2 separate regions of the Canis lupus genome follow, and region 2 is linked to region 1. A link is a contact called in public Hi-C data. All regions are on one chromosome and are shown on one strand. Each heading gives the region's core, a stretch centred on a gene start, on an enhancer-like site or on the middle of the called end of the contact. The rest is flanking DNA. Distances are from core to core; before and after follow the strand shown.

Region 1 (3,023 bases), core at 322-2,821:
CACAGAGAAGTAACTATGAGGTTAGTCTGCGGTAATCATTTCACTGTGTGTTATCAAATCACGTTGTACACCTTAAATATATATAATTTATATTTTTAAAAAGACAAATTGCATTGCATTGTTTAATAGATGTGTAACTTGGTAAAATTACTTAATCCCTCTAAGCTTTGATTTATTCACTTGAAAATAAGATTATTTATTCATAAGGTCATTTATTTATTCATGGAGTTATCATGAGGATGGATCTCCAGCACAGCTCCATACCAGTTTCCTCGAGCTTTGGGATTCCAACAATAAATTCCAAAGCCTGAGAAAAGGAAAAGGAGCTTGCTTCCAAATGGAGAAAGCACGGGGGGGGGGGGGGGGGGGGCGGGGGGGGAAAAGGGGGGGCGGTGTCAGTGCATCCCCCAGTAGGGGTTTACTACCATCTCACTGTGTAGCACGGGGCAGTCACTTAACTTCCCCAAGTCTCACTTCCTCATCTGCAGTGCTCTGTGTGCTGTGCTTGCGCGCAGCACACCTGGGAATCTGGGGAGGCCTCACGGGCTGCGGAGCCTGGCCTTCCTCCACTTCACCTGCCTGCAGCCCGGCCTAGACCCACCTAAGTGCACTGCACTCTGAAAGCGACCCGGGCTGGGCTGTCCTGGGCTGGGTTGCCCCGGGCTGTCCCGTCCCGTCCTGTCCCGTCCTGTCCCGTCCGTCCCGTCCTGTCCGTCCCGTCCTGTCCCGGCCTGTCCCGGGCTGTCCCGTCCCGTCCTGTCCCGTCCTGTCCTGTCCCGTCCGTCCCGTCCTGTCCTGTCCCGGCCTGTCCCGGCCCGTCCCGTCCCTGTCCCGTCCTGTCCCGGGCTGTCCTGTCCCGTCCTGTCCTGTCCTGGGCTGGGCTGTCCCGTCCCGTCCCGTCCCATCCTGTCCCGTCCCGTCCTGTTCCCGGACTGTCCCATCCTGTCCCGGGCTGTGCCGTCCCGTCCTGTCCCGGACTGTCCCATCCTGTCCCGTCCTGTCCTGGGCTGGGCTGTCCCGTCCCGTCCTGTTCCGTCCCGTCCTGTCCCGTCCTGTCCCGTCCCGTCCCGTCCTGTCCCGTCCCGTCCTGTCCCGTCCCGTCCCGTCCTGTCCCGTCCCGTCCTGTCCGGGGCCGTCCCGGGCCGGGCTGGGGCGGGAGCCGGATCTGGCCACGAGATGGCAGCATTCTCGTAACCGAGCGAGCGCGCGCGTGCACCTAGCAACGGCACCCCCGGCGCGAAGAGGGCAACGGGCCGCCCGGTGCGGGTCCCCCTCCGCTCCATCCCTCGGGCGCCCCCGCCCCGCCCCGGGCGCCCCGAAGCGGCAGCTCCTCAGGGCCCGCGCGGCCGAGGGCCGAGGGCCGAGGGCCGGGCCCCGCCGCTCTCGCGAGACCGCCGCCGGAAGTGGGTGGTAGCCGGGACGCCGCGGCCGCGCTCCCCGGAAGGCGAGCTGTTCCCCGGAGCCTCGCAGCCGCCTCGCCCAGGGCGCTCGCCTCCGAGGGAGAGCTCCCGCCGCCGCGCCCTCTCCGGCCCAGCCCTCCCGCCGTCGGCTGCCGGCACCGCACGGCTGCACGGCCGGGCCTGCGGAGCCCCTGCGCCCCGACCCCGCCCTCCGTCCGCGCCGCAGGTAGGCCGCGCCCTGAGGCCCATTCCGCGGCGGCCCCGGCGGGTGATGCCCAACACGGCCATGAAGAAGAAGGTGCTGCTGATGGGGAAGAGCGGGTCGGGGAAGACCAGCATGCGGTCCATTATCTTTGCGAACTATATCGCTCGCGACACCCGGCGCCTGGGGGCCACCATCGATGTGGAGCACTCCCACGTCCGATTCCTGGGCAACCTGGTGCTCAACCTGTGGGACTGCGGCGGTCAGGACACCTTCATGGAGAACTACTTCACCAGCCAGCGAGACAACATCTTCCGTAACGTGGAGGTGCTGATCTACGTGTTTGACGTGGAGAGCCGCGAACTGGAAAAGGACATGCATTATTACCAGTCGTGTCTGGAGGCCATCCTCCAGAACTCTCCGGATGCCAAAATCTTCTGCCTGGTGCACAAAATGGATCTGGTTCAGGAGGATCAGCGTGACCTGATTTTTAAAGAGCGAGAGGAAGACCTGCGGCGTCTGTCTCGCCCCCTGGAATGCGCTTGTTTTCGAACCTCCATCTGGGACGAAACGCTCTACAAAGCCTGGTCCAGTATTGTCTACCAGCTCATTCCCAATGTGCAGCAGCTGGAGATGAACCTCAGGAATTTTGCCCAAATTATTGAGGCCGACGAAGTCCTGCTGTTCGAGAGGGCTACGTTCTTGGTCATTTCCCATTACCAGTGCAAGGAGCAGCGTGATGTCCACCGGTTCGAGAAGATCAGCAACATCATTAAGCAGTTCAAGCTGAGCTGCAGTAAATTAGCCGCTTCTTTCCAGAGCATGGAAGTTCGAAATTCTAACTTCGCGGCCTTCATCGACATCTTCACCTCAAACACGTACGTGATGGTGGTTATGTCTGACCCGTCGATCCCTTCCGCAGCTACTCTGATCAACATTCGCAATGCCAGGAAACACTTTGAGAAGCTGGAGAGAGTGGATGGCCCCAAGCACAGCCTCCTGATGCGTTGAATATTGCCAAATACTCTTTCTGAAGATGCTCAATTGCCTTCCCCACCCCCGCGTTTGTTTGTTTTTTTTTTTTTCAATAATGTCGTGTGCTTAAAAGTGAGCTTTGAAATGTGTGCTGCTTACTACCTTCCATCTTTCTTCCCTACTCCCCCCTCCCCCGACTTTAAACCTATTTACTCAGTTATCCAGTAGAGCTTCAGGATGGCCTTTCTGAAAAGTTGGTATGGTGTAACACTAAAGTAGGTGGTGTGTGTGTGTGTGTATGTGTGTGTGTGTGTGTTCTGATGACCTGGTTATAATAGATATACACATTAAAGCCTTTACAGTCTCTTCCTGTATTCCTTACAAGATTGCAAAGATGGAATGTTACTATTTTATCAGCAAGGTATTAAAATGCATTTATAAATCCT
Region 2 (3,023 bases), core at 350-2,849, 110 kb after region 1:
ATTCTCATCTAATTCACCTGAAATGGGTCCAGGCAACAGTAGTTTTAGAAGCTCTGCCAGTGATTCTAATATGCAACAAAGACTGAGAACCACTGGTGTAGAATGGGAAGAAAAGTCTCTCTTCTATCCTTGATCTTTAGCTCCCAAGTCTCCAGCCAGATGCCCCCAGCATTACCAGGCTTTTCTAGAGCACCTTTATATTTCCTCCACTACTGCACATAAATAAGGTATAATGATTAAGAGCTAGTCTCCCGAAATTTAGACTACCTGGGTTTAAGTATCAGCTCCTCTAATCACTAGCTAGCATTTGGACAAATTATTTAATTTCTCTCTGCCTTACTTTTATCTGTAATATGGCGATAATAAGAAATGCCTACTTCCTAGGGTTGTTTTAAAAAAATGTTTGGTTTGTTGTTTTTTTTTTTTTTTTTTTTTGAGAGAGAGAAAGCACGTGCTTCCTAGAGTGAGTGGGAAAGAGGCAGAAGGAGAGAATCTTTCAAGCAGACTCCCCACTCAGCATGGAGCCCCATGCAAAGCTCCATTTCAGGACCCATGAGATCATGACCTGAGCTGAAACCAAGAGCTGGATGCTTAACCAACTGAGCCACCCAGGTGTCCCCCAGCCATTTTCTAATGACATATTTTGTGGATAGCTTTATTTTATACCTATAAATATACTTATTTAACAGTTGCATAGTAATTCACTGTAAGATGTACAATTTAACCAGTTCCTTATTAATGGGCATTTAAGTCATTTCTATTTTTTTTGCTGCCATAAGCAATTTTGCAGTGAATCTGTTCTTATACAAATATTTCTGCATGTGTGAAAGTATTTTCTATCACTAGGACAAATGTCTAGAAGAACGCTGTCAATTAAAAAATCTTGGCAGATATTGCTGAATTGTCTTCCAGAAAGCATAAATCAGTCTACACTCCCACTAAGAATGTATGAGAATACCTGTTACCCTAAAACAAAGATATCAAAACTGTGGATATTTGCCAATCTCCTTAGTAAAAATTCCCTCTGCAGATTGATTGATATTGTGAAGGAAATTTGGAATCTTCAGAGATTTGTAAACAAACACAATACAAAAGCACTAGGACAAAGATTTTCCTGCAGTGCTCTGGGTTAGGAAGGAGGGCCAGATGAGGCTCCACAGAGGAGGTGACCTTTGATTTAGGCCTTGAAGGACAGGATGAGTTCTGCCGTAGAATACCTTGATACTGGTTTGCAGGAAGCCAAATGCTTACCAACTCAGTGTTAACCGAAATGGCAAAATTAAGACCTTTGAGGGGCACCTGGATGACTCAGTGGTTAAGTGTCTGCCTTTGGCTCAGGGTGTGATCCCGGGGTCCTGGGATCAAGTCCTGTATTAGGCTCCCCACAGGGAACCTGCTTCTCCCTCTGCCTGTGTCTCTGCCTCTCATGAATAAATAAAATTAAAAAAAAAAAAAAAGGATATTTGGAAAACTTGTTTTCTGGAAGGCTGGGGCTTTTCGGGGTTACATACAGCAATGCGCTGATGCACAAATATGAATTACATGAGTAAGCAAACCACAGACTCAAGATAGTGGGAAGGACTGGGTCCTGGGGGACCAAATAGGGGTTTTACAATCCACGCCTGGTTTCTTGTACTTCCTGGATGCTGAGCGACATCTAATGGCCAAATGGGAAAAGTCTGTGTTTTCAGTATTTTATTTTCAAGGAAAAGTCATTTGTGGTGACATAAGCACAATTAAAAAGAAGTTTACCTACAGATTTACAGAAAGACGGAAATTTATTTTTCCCCTGTAAACAGAGGTGAAAGCTGAACAAAAATTAATTTTGAGGGGTCTGGTACACTGAAGGATATAGAAGGGAAATGAGATGTTAGAATTGAAAGAAACTTTAGACCAGAATCCAAGCTCTTCATTTTATCAATGAGAAAATTTACTTCCAGAGGGAATGAACAAACCCAAAGCTCTGCAGCTAGTGAATTATTGGTGCTCTGATGTAGTTATTATTTCTGCACAACGAAGAATAGTGAATATTTACCCATCCATTTGTAAAACACAAGATGAAACAGATGCTTTCTTTTTTTTTTAAGATTTTATATATCTTAAAATATTTACCTATTTAATTTATTAATCTCATATGAGAGAGACAGAGAGAAGCAGAGCCATAGACAGAGGAGGAGCCAGCTCCCCTGGCATCTCGACCTGAGCCAAAGGCAAATGCTCAACCACTGAGCCACCCAGGTGGCTGAAAGAGATCCTTTCAATTACACTAATACCTGTTCATTCACAATAAGGGGCATGTATGGAATTTAATGCTATCTATATAGTACCCTGAGATAATGAAGTAGTCAGTTACTGGCCATTAGGCCCTTGCCTAAGGTTACCTGGTTTTTCCGGCCAGTAAGGAACAAAGACAGGGAAGTTCCAATGGACCTCACACTATACTACAAAAAGTTCAGGTAAAGGTGTGACCTCTGTAACCTAAGAGTAACGTCCCTAATTTTTCTCTTTGCCTTATATCTGCCAGTAGGCAAAGTTGGGACAAGAAACCAGGGTCAATCCATATCATTCAATAAATCAACCCCTAAGCACTTACTGACCCCTTGTGCATGTGCACCATCAGAGGGATTTTGGAGGAAACAACACTGTATGAAGCAGAGAACAAGTCACAGTGAACTTACTTCTCCAACCCATTGATCTGACTTGAATCAAGGGCAGCTTAAAGATGGGAAGGAATTTACAGTGATGCAACCACAACCCTGAAAAATAGATTTATTGATTTATCAAATAAACATTTATTGAGCATTTACCACATGCTAGTGCTATGCAGAGATCCAAACTCTCATGGAGCTTTTTTTTTTTTATGATAGTCACAGAGAGAGGGAGAGAGGCAGAGACACAGGCAGAGGGAGAAGCAGGCTCCATGCACCGGGAGCCCGACGTGGGATTCGATTCCGGGTCTCCAGGATCGCGCCCTGGGCCAAAGGCAGGCACCAAACCGCTGCGCCACTCAGGGATCCCCTCAT

Evidence for each region. Hi-C and Micro-C count contacts between places; a contact is called where the count stands out from the background.
Region 2: a Hi-C map of blood shows a contact between it and region 1, with 4 times the contacts expected there. The contact joins the enhancer-like site here to the promoter of RRAGA in region 1. A contact is called at or near these places in 4 of 9 Hi-C or Micro-C datasets (blood and liver).

What each region holds. Positions count from the first base shown.
Region 1 is chr11:38,943,871-38,946,893 of UU_Cfam_GSD_1.0, forward strand. It overlaps RRAGA (ras-related GTP-binding protein A), which reads left to right and starts at 1,572. Exons shown (of 1, transcript XM_038552491.1): 1 at 1,572-3,023. The coding sequence starts at 1,672. The coding sequence ends at 2,613.
Region 2 is chr11:39,049,577-39,052,599 of UU_Cfam_GSD_1.0, forward strand. No RefSeq gene overlaps it. Among named protein-coding and RNA genes, the nearest start is that of PLIN2, 34 kb to the left of the region's middle. Within about 2 kb of position 1,600, at least 3 of the 20 cell types and tissues checked have an H3K27ac peak or open chromatin away from gene starts, as enhancers often do. A contact at or near this core is called in blood, where this site is marked.